Regions from separate parts of the Mus musculus genome. Here region 2 is linked to region 1. The links are chromatin contacts, called in public HiChIP or PLAC-seq maps. All regions are on one chromosome and are shown on one strand. The core of a region is the stretch at or near the end of the contact, and the rest is flanking DNA. Distances in the headings are between cores, read along the strand shown. Region 1 overlaps Fhl2 (four and a half LIM domains 2). Region 2 has its middle 18 kb from the start of Gm29040.

Evidence for each region. HiChIP or PLAC-seq counts read pairs in DNA pulled down with a chosen protein or histone mark.
Region 2: a CTCF HiChIP or PLAC-seq map of CD8 T cells shows a contact between it and region 1, with 8 read pairs. The contact joins two enhancer-like sites. A contact is called at or near these places in 3 of 15 datasets of contacts at CTCF or cohesin (CD8 T cells, the NIH/3T3 cell line and large pre-B cells), 41 of 484 Hi-C or Micro-C datasets (2-cell embryo, 8-cell embryo, the AML12 cell line and 28 more), 16 of 115 datasets of contacts at active chromatin or transcription factors (CD8 T cells, the HPC-7 cell line, the NIH/3T3 cell line and 13 more) and 3 of 9 other capture datasets (embryonic stem cells, embryonic tail and embryonic trunk).

The regions. Positions count from the first base shown.
Region 1 is chr1:43,141,029-43,147,365 of GRCm38.p6, reverse strand. Fhl2 (four and a half LIM domains 2) reads left to right here. Exons shown (of 6, transcript NM_010212.4): 3 at 5,494-5,668. Among named protein-coding and RNA genes, the nearest start is that of Fhl2, 20 kb to the left of the region's middle. Within about 2 kb of position 2,800, at least 57 of the 459 cell types and tissues checked have an H3K27ac peak or open chromatin away from gene starts, as enhancers often do. A contact at or near this core is called in CD8 T cells and regulatory T cells, where this site is marked.
Region 2 is chr1:43,239,959-43,245,958 of GRCm38.p6, reverse strand. No RefSeq gene overlaps it. Among named protein-coding and RNA genes, the nearest start is that of Gm29040, 18 kb to the left of the region's middle. Within about 2 kb of position 4,083, at least 57 of the 459 cell types and tissues checked have an H3K27ac peak or open chromatin away from gene starts, as enhancers often do. A contact at or near this core is called in CD8 T cells and regulatory T cells, where this site is marked.

The DNA.
Region 1 (6,337 bases), core at 1,551-4,050:
AGTACTAAAAACAAAAAACTAACTCTCTGCTCAAAAAGCCCCAGACAGCAACCTGCAGCGGTATGCTCAAGGCAGGACCCTGAAGCAGATTTGCCAAGTCTTATACCTTGTTCCATCTTCAACAAGTTGTGTGACAGGCACTGGCTCTGTCACCTATGACTCTCCATTTCCATGTCTATCAAATGAGGTTGCTTATCTCCCAGAACTGTCAGGGAAATAGACAGTGCGAGGAGATTGTTCTTCTCGGGGACAGTGTGTGACAGCCATTCTTTCTCCTGCTATCCATTCCTCCGGACTCCATTTGCAAGGATCTGAAAGAACAGAATGGAAAAAGGATCACCCTGTAGTCCCAAAGCCGAGAGCACCTTCTTGGCAAGCTGGGCAGGACTGATGCGCAAATCCCCTCACACTCTGATATCAGTCTGTTTGAGAAGCAGTTAGTTTGGGGAAATGACAGCCAAACATCTCCTAGCATTCGTGGAAGGCCACGCAGAGGAGCCATTGAAAGGTAGCCGGCTGCAGTAGGGACCCTAGTGCTACAGCCTTTTGGGTCACAGGCTCTCCCAGGGCTCAGCTGAAGTCCTAACAAGGGTACATTTGGAGGGAAGCAACAAGCGTGTCCTAGATGAGGGGTGTTCTTAAAGTGAAAGCTATCGCATGAAGAGAAATGTTTGTGCTGTTCTCCCATGTGGATCACATTTTACAGCAGTCTGTGACCCTCCTGTGAGCTCAAGGTTAGCCTTAGTGGTTTTGTTTTTGTTTTTCTGGGAAATAGAAACTGTCTTTTCCCTTCTTTTTTCCAATCTCTCTAGAAAACTTCTCTCTGAGTCTCTGTCTCCTCCCCCTCCCTCTTCTTCTCCCTCTGCTTCTATCTATCTCTGTCTTTTTCTTCAGTGCTGGGATGTGCATAGGGCTTTATGCATGCTAAGCCAGTTCAAGCTAACCTGCCCCTTAGCATCTAAATATTATCAATGCTCATGATGTATTATGGTCCTCCTCAGTATCTGGAAGAGACTGTGGGTGCAGGATCTCTTTGAAAGGGATCGAGTCTCTTATACAGACTAGTCCAGCATTTGCACGGAACCACACACAGCCTCCAGTATTCTGTAAACTGTCTCTAGATTACCTGTGATACTCACCGCAGTACAAATACTATATGAAGAATTGGGTTGTATTCTTTAGGGGATATTAGCCCCCCCAAAGTATGAATGTTCAATACAGATGAAATTTTAGTTTTGAATCTTTTTTGTCTGTGGTTGTTTGGATCCAAGGATTCAGAACCTATGCTTGTCAGGGCCGTGTGTACAAAAATATGTAGAAAAAAATGAACTAGTCAACACTACTTGGCACGGTGCTAATCATGAAAGCTGAAGTTCTGTTTGTGGCTGTGAATCTGAAGAATGGAAAGATCACTTGGCACTGGATCTTCATGATAAATATTTGGCAGGTAGAGTCAAACATTGGCCAGGTTTGACCTATTATCTTAATTTTTGAGTGGTATTTTTTGGATTGTCTCTGAGCCCTGGGAAATCCTGGGACTAAGTAAGACTAAAGACACTGAAACCAAATGGGCCTGGAAGCCTCTCTGTGCTCTTCAGTCTCAGTCACCATCTTCTCACACAAGCCCTTTGCCCACTTCCTGATTAATACAGCAAGCTCCGGGACTAGGTGGAAGCTGAGATGGTATCAAGTGATCTCAGAGTCAAAGAGCACAGCCTCAGAGCTCCAGGAATTGCCCAATGGCCTCATGGGTGAGGTGTGGCTTTCAAAGAAATGCAGAGGTTCTGTGTTGGCCAGGGCACTGGGCGGACTCTCGAAGGACAGGTAAGATGTGTGCTCTGTGTGCAGCTGAGCAAATGGACGGGTAAAAGTGCTGGGGCAAGCCCAGGCTGGGCGAGCATGCAGGGACTGACTTGGAAAAGGCTGACACTGATGTACCACCTTTATGAAATAAAATAAAACGGAAGCACAGTTTGGTTTGTTGAATCAGTAAAGGTGGAAATTTGGGGGTTGGAGGGTGGGGAATGCCTGGGGAAACATAACTTTTTGCATCCTAGTGTCAAATCTGCTCAAGAATAAACACAAAGTCTTATCTCATAGGGTAATTGTATGGCTCAAAATAGGCAAGTTGAATTTAGAAACATATTTTTAGATTATAAGAACTAAAGGAAGTTTGAAAGCACTATACAAAATTATCGAGCACTGGAATTCTTACTGTGGAGATTTTAAGATGTTAAAATTTTTAAATAGGGTGTGGTAGCTCATACTTGGAACCCTTGCTCACGGGAGGCCAAGAAAGAGGATGCTGAGTTTGAGGCTTGGTCTCTCTGGTAAGCTAAAAAACAAACAAAACAACAAAAACAAAACAAAACAAAACAAAAAACCCAAGGAGACACAAGAAAGAAAGAAAAAAAAAATTCTGATTTTTTATTACCATCTCCGTGTGGAAATTTAGTGCCGGTGAGTGACACTTTGAGGTCACTGCTTTCGTGGTTGACTGTGAGCTGGCACTCACTAGACGGTTTCTACGTAGCAGAAGCTGCCACAAGCGCTTTGTGTGTTTACTGTTTCTGTCACAGCCGAGAGCGGGCACCTGCCCTCTGTATTCTCAGTGAGAAGCCTGGGGTTGAGGGGCTTGCTTCTTGCCCTAGCTATGCAGCTGGTAGGTGGAGGATCAAGGGTATAATTGGTCTGGCTCTTGGGCCCCTGAGCTTAATTGTTGAGTCTCCTGCTTCTGTGACCTCAGGGGTACCCAGCCCCCAATAGCATTAGTCATGTAAGGCATATGACACACAGGAGACCTTCCTACTGCCTGCACATCACACATACTCCGATGTTGAGCCAGAAAGTCCATCACCAACTCTAGCTGGAACAGGGGAATCCCCTGAAACAGGGATTCCCCCCACCCCACCCTTTACACCCCACCTCCAGGACCTGCCAGCAATGGTGGTACAACGCTGTTTAGTGGTATTTTCCTTTTTGGTCTACCACTGACTTCAGGCATATAATCAGAGGCTGACATTTACCTACAGAGAAAACATTTTGTGAGGGTCCATGATTTGCTGAAGTATGATACCCCAGACTCAAATAGTATGTAAATGCAAAGAATGCTTTATTCTGCAGAAGTCCAGCATGCTGGGGTCTCTCATTACCAAGATAGGGAAACAAACAAGTGTGTTCAAAGACCCGATTAGGGCATTCTGGGGAAGGTGACCCTTATCTTACTCCATCTCTAGGGACATTGCATTACCAGGGCATGGGGGCTGGAAACTCTTGCTGAGGACATTGCTGAGGAAGTCTGGAAACTGTTGTTAACCCATCGTCCTTGCCTTAGACTAGGTGTTGGGGCAGCTTCTGAGGCCTGGACTTGCCTGGACTTGCCCATTTCTTGGAAACAAATATGTATGACTAGTCTCCTTTACTGCTAGTTTGAAGCCTGTCATAGAATCAGCCTAGTGTTCTCAATTTCTGTCAGAAAGGTTTAAGAATGATCAATATGTACTATGTTATCTATGTTGAGTGTGTGCATGCACAAGAGAGACAGGTGAGTTCGGAAGGCCTCAGGAAACGTGCACTGAGAGCCACGTTCACGAGAGGACAGCAGGGATGGCTCTGTCTGACTCTTCATAGACTTTCTGTGATCTCTGCATGCCTGACTTGGCTCTCTGAGTGGGATGGGCCATGTCCATCTAGAGGACATGACAGTGTTCATATTTAAGGTCAAACTTTCAAGTGTCAAATGACTGTCAGCTAGGCAGTCTTTAACCACAGCTGTGTTTTTGTTGTAGAAATGTTCTGAGTTTCCGTAAAACCTTAGACCAATTAGAGCATTCAGCTGGTTTCTCTGCAAATGTCTCATAACACCAATGCAAAGGACTCTGTCCTTCTCGATAGTCTGTGTGGGACTGGTGACATCTGGTGGCACACTCTCTGCCTCCAGCCTACAGTTCTGAGATGTGAGAGCTGAGCTCTTCTCATCGCCATGCATTTGCTCTACCATCATGGCTTCTAATCCCCCAAAACTTTAAGCCCAATTAAATACTTTATGTTATCTTGATTGTGGTGTTCTGTCACAGCGAAAAGTAACAAAATTGTGCAGCTTTTCTCCTTGCTAGCTAAAAGTGACCCCTTGGTGTGTGCAGTGCCCACTCCCTGAGCAGAGTTGCTGCCAGGTGACAGTAGGCCACCTTACAAGAAAGGCTTCTGACTTCTCTCTTTCACTTCTGTCCAATGGTGGGTGGCCGTGGAAAGCAATCTGTAGCCTTTCCACCGAAAACCCTCATTAGTGGGATGACGTATTACAGCGGAAGGCCAGCTAACTTCTGAAAAAGCTGGCCCTTTTCAACGCCCATCTGGTATGGTTCAGTGAGTGGAAACCATACCACAGCCTGACTTGGGTACATGCCAGCTGTGTGACTGTGGAGAAGCTTAGAAGTGTCTCTGAGCTTCAGTACTAACTATATTTCAGGGCTATGCAGTATCGTGAGCTTACAACATGGTCCTAATTACCATCATTCACCGTGCAAATATCTGCCGTTTATTTTCTGTTTGTTTTATTTTGTCTGCTACTTGGGCCCCATAAGGGGTTTAAGTTTAAAAATGGGGAATATGTATGGAAAGAGTCCAGGTTATACCTAATCCCAAATGATACCAATATATGTATATGACATATCATATAATGATAATGTACACATTGCATGAGCTTAGCAGTTTGTAGTGACTTAACACACCGACAGGTGGTCTCAAATTAAAGCAGATTATATTGCATTTCACTTATCAAAATATACAACGAAGTACATATGATCTCCCCACCAAATTTTTTTTTCTTCTAAAATTACTTTCAGTATTTAACCTTCAAAAGACAGGTTTAGGTTTCTGCTCTCTCACTGCCTACTCTCATCATACTTAGACTTACGGGAGTCCAGCATGTGTGTCAGCCATGTCTCTGATCCATCTCTTCAAAGGACCAACCCACTGACATGGAGAGAACTGGGTTCAGAGGAACGTGAACCTCTCAGAAACAAGGCCTCCTAGTTCAGTGTCTAAGTTAGGGTTTCTCATGCTGTGAGAAAACAGCAAGACCAAAAGAGACATCCAAAGGAGAGGCTTGTTTCAGCTTACAACTCTCAGCCCACACTCCATCACTAAAGGAGGTCAGAGCAGGAACAGGGAGGCAGTAACAGATACAGAGGCAGAGGAGAAGAGCTGATTGCTGGCTTGTCACTTCCGCGTGGCTTGCTTAGCCTGCTTTTTAAATAGCACACAGGACCACCAGCCCATAGTAAGTTGGTCTCTCCCATATCAATCACCAATCAAGAAAATACAGCACAGGCTTGTCCACAGGCAAATCTGCCGTCCTTCCTCGCCCTCCCCCTCCCTCTCTTACCCACCCACTCCAGCAATGTAGTGCACCAAGGCCCCTGTGCTCTGAGTCAGACAGTAGTGTCACCTCTCCTGTCCCGCCTCTGACGATTTGTGTGTCTGCCTCTCTAGGACTTGTCCTACAAGGATCGGCACTGGCATGAAGGCTGCTTCCATTGCTCCCGGTGTGGAAGCTCGCTGGTGGACAAGCCCTTTGCTGCCAAGGAGGAACAGCTGCTGTGCACCGACTGCTATTCCAATGAATACTCGTCCAAGTGCCAGGAATGCAAGAAAACCATCATGCCAGGTCAGAACGCATGCCTTTATCATTCGCATGTGGCACTGAGCCAGGTCAGCGATGGACTGTGGGGTGGGACTCTCAGTTGTCCAGAGACAGACACTGGTGTTGATACTTCAGTGCTGGGCCCTGAACACAGGATATGTTAATCGATCTCAGATGCAGGGGTGTGACTGGGAGAGGATGTCGCACGCCTTTGATCCCAGCACTTGGTAGGCAGAAGCAGGCAGAGTTTGGTCTACAGAGCAAGTTCCAGGACATCCAAGGCCTGTCTCAACCCCTACCCCTCAAAAGGTGGGGGGTGGGAGAGGAGTGAGGTGTATCATTAAGAGAAGTGGAATTCCTGTTCGGTCAGCCTTTGATATCTCAGGAATTGGGTTCAGCTACCAACACCCACAGGTTCTCAAGCACCCTATGCAGAATGCCTCCTTCTTATATAAAACATTTCCACAAATATTTAAAATAATCTGCAAGTGGTGTATGAACACTGTTATGCTGTGTGGTGTAATGACAGACGTCTGTATACGTTCTCTAGTGGATATAATTATTTTCTTTGGGGACTCTTGATCTGCGGTTGGTTGGCCAAAGATATACAGCAGCTTGTGGCTAGAGAGAACTAGCCAGAAAAGGAATGCCAGCAATTCCCTGGAAATGCGTCTCTTCCCCTGCCTCGCTCGC
Region 2 (6,000 bases), core at 2,834-5,333, 97 kb before region 1:
ATAAAAAATATTGAAATTGAAAGACATTTCAAAATAATTAATTATCATGCTGAAAGGGGGAGATAATTGTTCACTGAACAAGAAAAGAATTCATTCTTTAAGAAAGCATTCAAATACCAAACGAGAAGTTTTAAAAATAAAACTGTAATAGTAGCGATGAAAATTCCATTAGACATTTGAAAGTTTAAAATAGAGAAAAACATTTCAGAATTGTATAAAACAGAACCATGTTGGCTGAGCACTTCACCAAAATGGATGCAACCATCGGATTTACCTTCCACCATCTTTGTTTGTGACATCATGAAAATTGTCATAACCAAGTGATTTCACCATCTTAGTCAGTGCAACCATGGATCTTGAACCAAGTGGCGTCACCCATAAAACTTTTAGCCCCATGGAACCCTCAGGGGATCACCCTTTATATTAGACTAACAAAATAACACCAGACTTCCCTGGTTGTTTTCTGGGGTTACTGTTTGTTTGTTTTAGTTTTTTTATTGTTGTTTGATATAATTTTGACACATTGTTTTATACGACATATTTACTGATTTCTAGAAAGAACTTTAAAGGTTTCCTAGCCATGTGCCTTCAACACTAGCCAGGTATCCAAGGCAGCTGATAGTTTGAAATTGCTAGACGCAAAGCTCATGTGAATTTACATCAGTCTAGAACTGAGTCTCTGAGATTCATAGATCCCTAGGGAAGCCAGAAGAATCTGTTGCCAGGCTCCAATAACAGCTGGAGGCAGAGAGCCTGTGTGGGCTGGAGGCTGGAGATGCACGCTGTCCTGGACCTCAGTGTCTTCTCTTTCTGCAGAGCATGCATTTCCAAGTCTGTTATTTTCCAGCTGAAATACTCAGGACTTCTCTGCTCCAAACTTGTCTATTTTTGTTTCTGTCCCACTGCATGCTGGGAACCCATACTTTTGTTTTTGCTTTCTTTTTTAATTAATTAACTAATTAATTAATTTACATCCCAAACACTACTCCCCATGTCCCTCCTTCACAGGGGTCCCTCCCTCGCCCCTTCTCTGCTGAGAGGGTGGGGGTCTCCTAGGTATCCCCCCCACCTGGCACGTCAAGTCTCTTCCAGATTACCTGCAACCTCTACCACTGAGATCAGCCAGGACAGCCATGAAAACTGAGCTGCCTGTCTGCTACATATGTGCTAGAGGCCTTTGCAACCCATGTATGTTCTTTGATTGGTGGCTTAGATTCTGAAAGCCCTCAGGACTCTAGGTTTGTTGACTCTGTTGGTCTTCCTTTGGGGTTCCCATCTACTTTAGGGCTTTCAATCCTTCCCCTAACTCTTCCATAAGTGTCCCTGACTTCTGTCTAATGTATGGCTGTGAGCATCTGCATCTGTTTCAGTCAGCTGCACACAAGCATAACAGAGTATCATTAAGTGTCAGGGATTGGTGCTGGCAAACCAGTTGGCTTTGCAGTTGGGCTGGTTCTTTGTTGGCCTTTCCTTCAGTCTCTGCTCCATCCCTGCATTTCTTTTAGAAAGGACAAATATTGGGTCTAAAGGTTTGTGAGTGGGTTGATGTCCTTATCCCTCTGAGACTAGGGGTTCTACCTGGCTGCAGAAAGTGGCCTCTTCAGGTTCCATGTCCCCGCTCTTAGGCATCTCAACTTAGGTCACCTATGTTGACTACTGGGAGCCTCCCCTAGCCCAGGTCTCTGGAACTTCTTAGAGATTCTCCTCCCACCCAACCCCCCCCCCCAAACAGCTGCAGAGTTCTATTCACTCTCCTGGCTCTTTGGGTCTCTCTCCTGTCTGCCCCCATACCTGAACCTGCCTCCCTATCGCCCTCCCCCAAGTTCCCTCCCTCCCTCTGCCTCCTATGATTATTTTGTTTCCCCTTCTAAGTGTGATTCAAACATCCCTGCTTGGACCATCCTTCTTGTTTAACTTCTTTGGGTTTGTGGGGTATATCATGGGCATTCTGTACTATATGGCTACAATCCACTTATCAGTGAATACATATCATGCATATTCTTTTGAGTCTGGGTTACCTCACTCAGGATGGTATTTTCTAGTTCCATCCATTTGCCTGCAAAATTCATGATGTCGTTGTTTTTAATAGTTGAATAGCATTCCATTGTGTAAATGGGCCACATTTTCTGTATCCATTCTTTGGCTGAGGGATATCTGGGTTGTTTCTAGTTTCTGCTTATTATGAATAAAGCTTCTATAAACATAGTGGAGCATGTGCCCTTGTGGTATGATGGAGCTCTTTTGGGTATCTGCCCAACAACACTATAGCTGTGTCTTCAGGTAGAACTATTTTCAACTTTCTAAGAAACTGTCAGATTGATTTCTAGAGTGATTGTACCAGTTTGCAGTCCCACCAGCAATGGAGGAGTGTTCCTCTTTCTCCACATCCTTGCTACCATGTGCTGTCCCTTGGGTTTTTGATTTTAACTATTCTGATTGGTGAAAGGTAGAATCTCAGGGTCGTTTTGATTTGCATTCCCGATGACTAAGGATGTTGAATATTTCTTTAAGTGCTTCTCGACTATCTGCGATTCCTCTGTTGAGAATTCTCTGTTTAGTTCTGTGCCCTGCTTTTAAAAACTGGGTTATTTGGTTTGTTGGAGTTTAACTTCTTTTTTTTTTAAATTATTAGGTATTTATTTCATTTACATTTCCAATGCTATCCCAAAAGTCCCCCAAACGCTCCCCCACCCACTCCCCCACCCTCCCACTCCCACTTCTTGGTCCTGGCGTTCCCCTGTACTGAGGCATATAAAGTTTGCACGACCAATGGGCCTCTCTTTCCACTGATGGCCGACTAGGCCATCTTCTAATACATATGCAGCTAGAGACACGAGCTCCGGGAGGTACTGGTTAGTTCATATTGTTGTTCCACCCATAGGGTTGCAGATCCCTTTAGCTCCTTGGTTACTTTCTCTAGCTCCTCCATTGGGGGCCCTGTGATCCATCCAATAGCTGACTGTGAGCATCCACTTATGTGTTTGCTAAGCCCTGGCATAGTCTCACGAGAAACAGCTCTATCTGGGTCCTTTCAGCAAAATCTTGCTAGTGTATACAATGGTGTCAGCATTTAGAAGCTGATTATGGGATGGATCCCCGGATATGGCAGTTTCTAGATGGTCCATCCTTTTGTCTCAGCTTCAAACTTTGTCTCTGTAACTCCTTCCATGGGTGTTTTGTTCCCAATTGTAAGAAGGGGCAAAGTGTCCACACTTTGGTCTTCATTCTTCTTGAGTTTCATGTGTTTTGCAAACTTCTTGAGTTCTTTATATATTTTGAATATTAGCCCTCTGTCTGATGTAAGTTACTGAAGATCTTTTCCCAACCTGTAGGTTACCATTTTGTCCTGTTGACAGTGTCTTTTGCCTTACAGAATCTTTTTTTGTTTCCTGAGGTCCCATTTATCAATTGTTGATCTTAGGGCCTGAACAATTGGTGTTCTGTTCAGGAAATTGTCTCTTATATCAATGTTCACTCTGGTCTCTCCCAAATGTTTCTGTCTCTTCCCCTTTCTGTATTCTCCCTTGCATCCACAATGAACCTCCTCTACCATACCCAGGAGCAGCCATGCCTTCCTTTTTCTTTTCTTCATTCAATGGTTAAATGTCTCCTCTCTGTCCCTCTCTGCAAACCATCTGAATGGAACCTCTCACTGTTTCTAGCCAGTCCAACAGCTTTCAACAGGCCTGAAAACAGATCTTGGTTTCATCATTGGCACTTAGGGTTATATCTTTAGATGGAGCAGGGTTAAGAACAGGAGATAGAAATTGGCTAGACAGTTTAGAATTTAAAAGATCCCAAAGCAAAGTCACCAGTTTCTTTTCTTGACTGAAAGCTAAAAATGTCCTTGGGATTTTTGGCAGCTTCATCCTTGCCAGAGGCCATATATGCCGAAAGTGTTTGGGGGGAGCTCTGATTTCTGATCTTGTTTCTGTAAGACTGTAGGGTTACCTCTAAAGGAGACCAGTAGTTAGACATAGCAATGCTTATTAAGAAAAAACTCATAATCAGGATAGGCCTGGGTGGAGACCTAATGTTCCAATGGGGCCAGGTCACTATCTTAGTCAAGGACCCCTAGGACAGCAGGGTCACAATAAGCCATGCGGAAGAAATAGTTGGAATAATGAACTCCTTGTTCTTGATAATTAGCTCAGGCTTATCAAGTCAGCTATTATTAAGTGCCCCCACCCTCACCCCCTACCACAGCTGCCCACACACACAGCAATTTCTTACATAAGACATGACAAAGAGAACCAACATCTTAATGAGTTTGAAGAAAAAGAATGTTTAAAAATCAGAGGAGGGATTTGTAAGAAACACTAAATATGAGCCTTTTCTGTTCAATGAACTTTAAAGTTTTTCTGTCTCCTAACCTTGTGAAACCTTTATGCAAATGTCTTGATCTCTCCACCCAGTAAAACCTTTGTTTACAGAAAGGCTCTTGAGTTGGAGGAACTTGATGACCTGTGTGCTGTCCTCTTTTCTTCATTTCCTGTGTGCTGATTCCTATCAGACTAGCCAATCTGTGAGGTCAGACTCCAGCCAGTAGGGAGACATCACGGCCATCACCTACATTAGAGTAAAAACCAAGCGAACTTCCTGTCTAGAGTACTTCCTCTTTGTAACATAGTCTTGATCAAGAGTTAAGTTTTGCTTCAAGACACTTCAAAATAAATATATTTTTTTAAGCAGAGAAAATGTTGGTGTGGGGTGGGGGGCTTAGTGGGAAAATTAGTGGATCCATTTGAGATAGAAGTTCCATGAAGAGCAAACAGATGATGGAAGTGAGAAAATAATCGGTAACATAATATAAGAAAATTCCCAGGAAAGATGAGCAATATGTTTGGAGAAGTATGTTTGGAAACAACAGAAACACCAACAAACAGACAAGAGTCATGATGATAAAGTTACAAAACATCCCGGACTGTGAGAAGTCCTAACTTTCTACAGAAAGTAAAACAGCAAAATCAACAGATGACATTGGATGGGGGCAGAGCGGGGGAACAGGAGTTCACCAACAGAAAACCTCCATTAGAAACATCGAGGAAGTAAATCTCAGGGGGAAATCTCCTTCTTAGAATTCTACCTCCACCCAATCAAGCAACAATGTTCGAGAGGAATTGACTCTAGGATCTCCTGTGAGTGCTAAAATCCACAGATATTCCAGTCTTTGCTATAAAATAGTGGGGTGCTTCCATATAGCCTCCACACCTTCTCCCATACACTACAAATCCTCTCTACCCTACTTATCAGATCCATACCCCGAGGTATTATTAGCTCCCTCCTAGTAAATGCTTGTATCAGCAGAAGAACCTCACCTCAAGCAGAGGGGGAAGTTATCAGTTCATCCCTGAGGAGGCAGGTGTTAATTCAGAAGAGATTTGGGCAAAAGGCCCTGGGTTTTGATCATCAAAGGATGACCAGGAAATAAGACCACAAGTAGTGGTCTCATTTTCAGAGCATCAAGGTCATGGGAGATACTGGTTTTCATAACACTGCCATAAAGTATGCGTGGGAAATAGAAAGTGAATGATGCTCCAGTTGGGGTATGTCAAGAACACTGCACTTAGCTTAGGGGTGACATCTCAAAGGAGCTTTAGAAGAAGAAACACAAACACGTACTAAAAAAAAAATCTTATGCTTGTGAGAGTGTTTAGAGAAAATGAGAAGAGTGAACCTGGAGACAAGAAGGTAAAGATATGACACCATAAACTTTATTGTAGCTATAGACCTGTTATGAAGACAAAGAATAGTTTGTAATGAGTGTGTCTAAAGCCAGATTCATGTCTGAAGTCCTCTGATCGGGTGGGGCTCTGCTTATGAGCTCCCAATGGCACATCTGTCTAGATCATTGTGAATGTCCCTTAGTGGAGCTACTACCAACTGTGACCTACAGGGAGGCCATGGGTGTGTGCTACCTTCATATCCCTAGCTGTCAGAAACCATGCCTGACATGTGGCAGGCACTTCAAGTCAGGGGTAGGTGGATTGGGGCTTAATA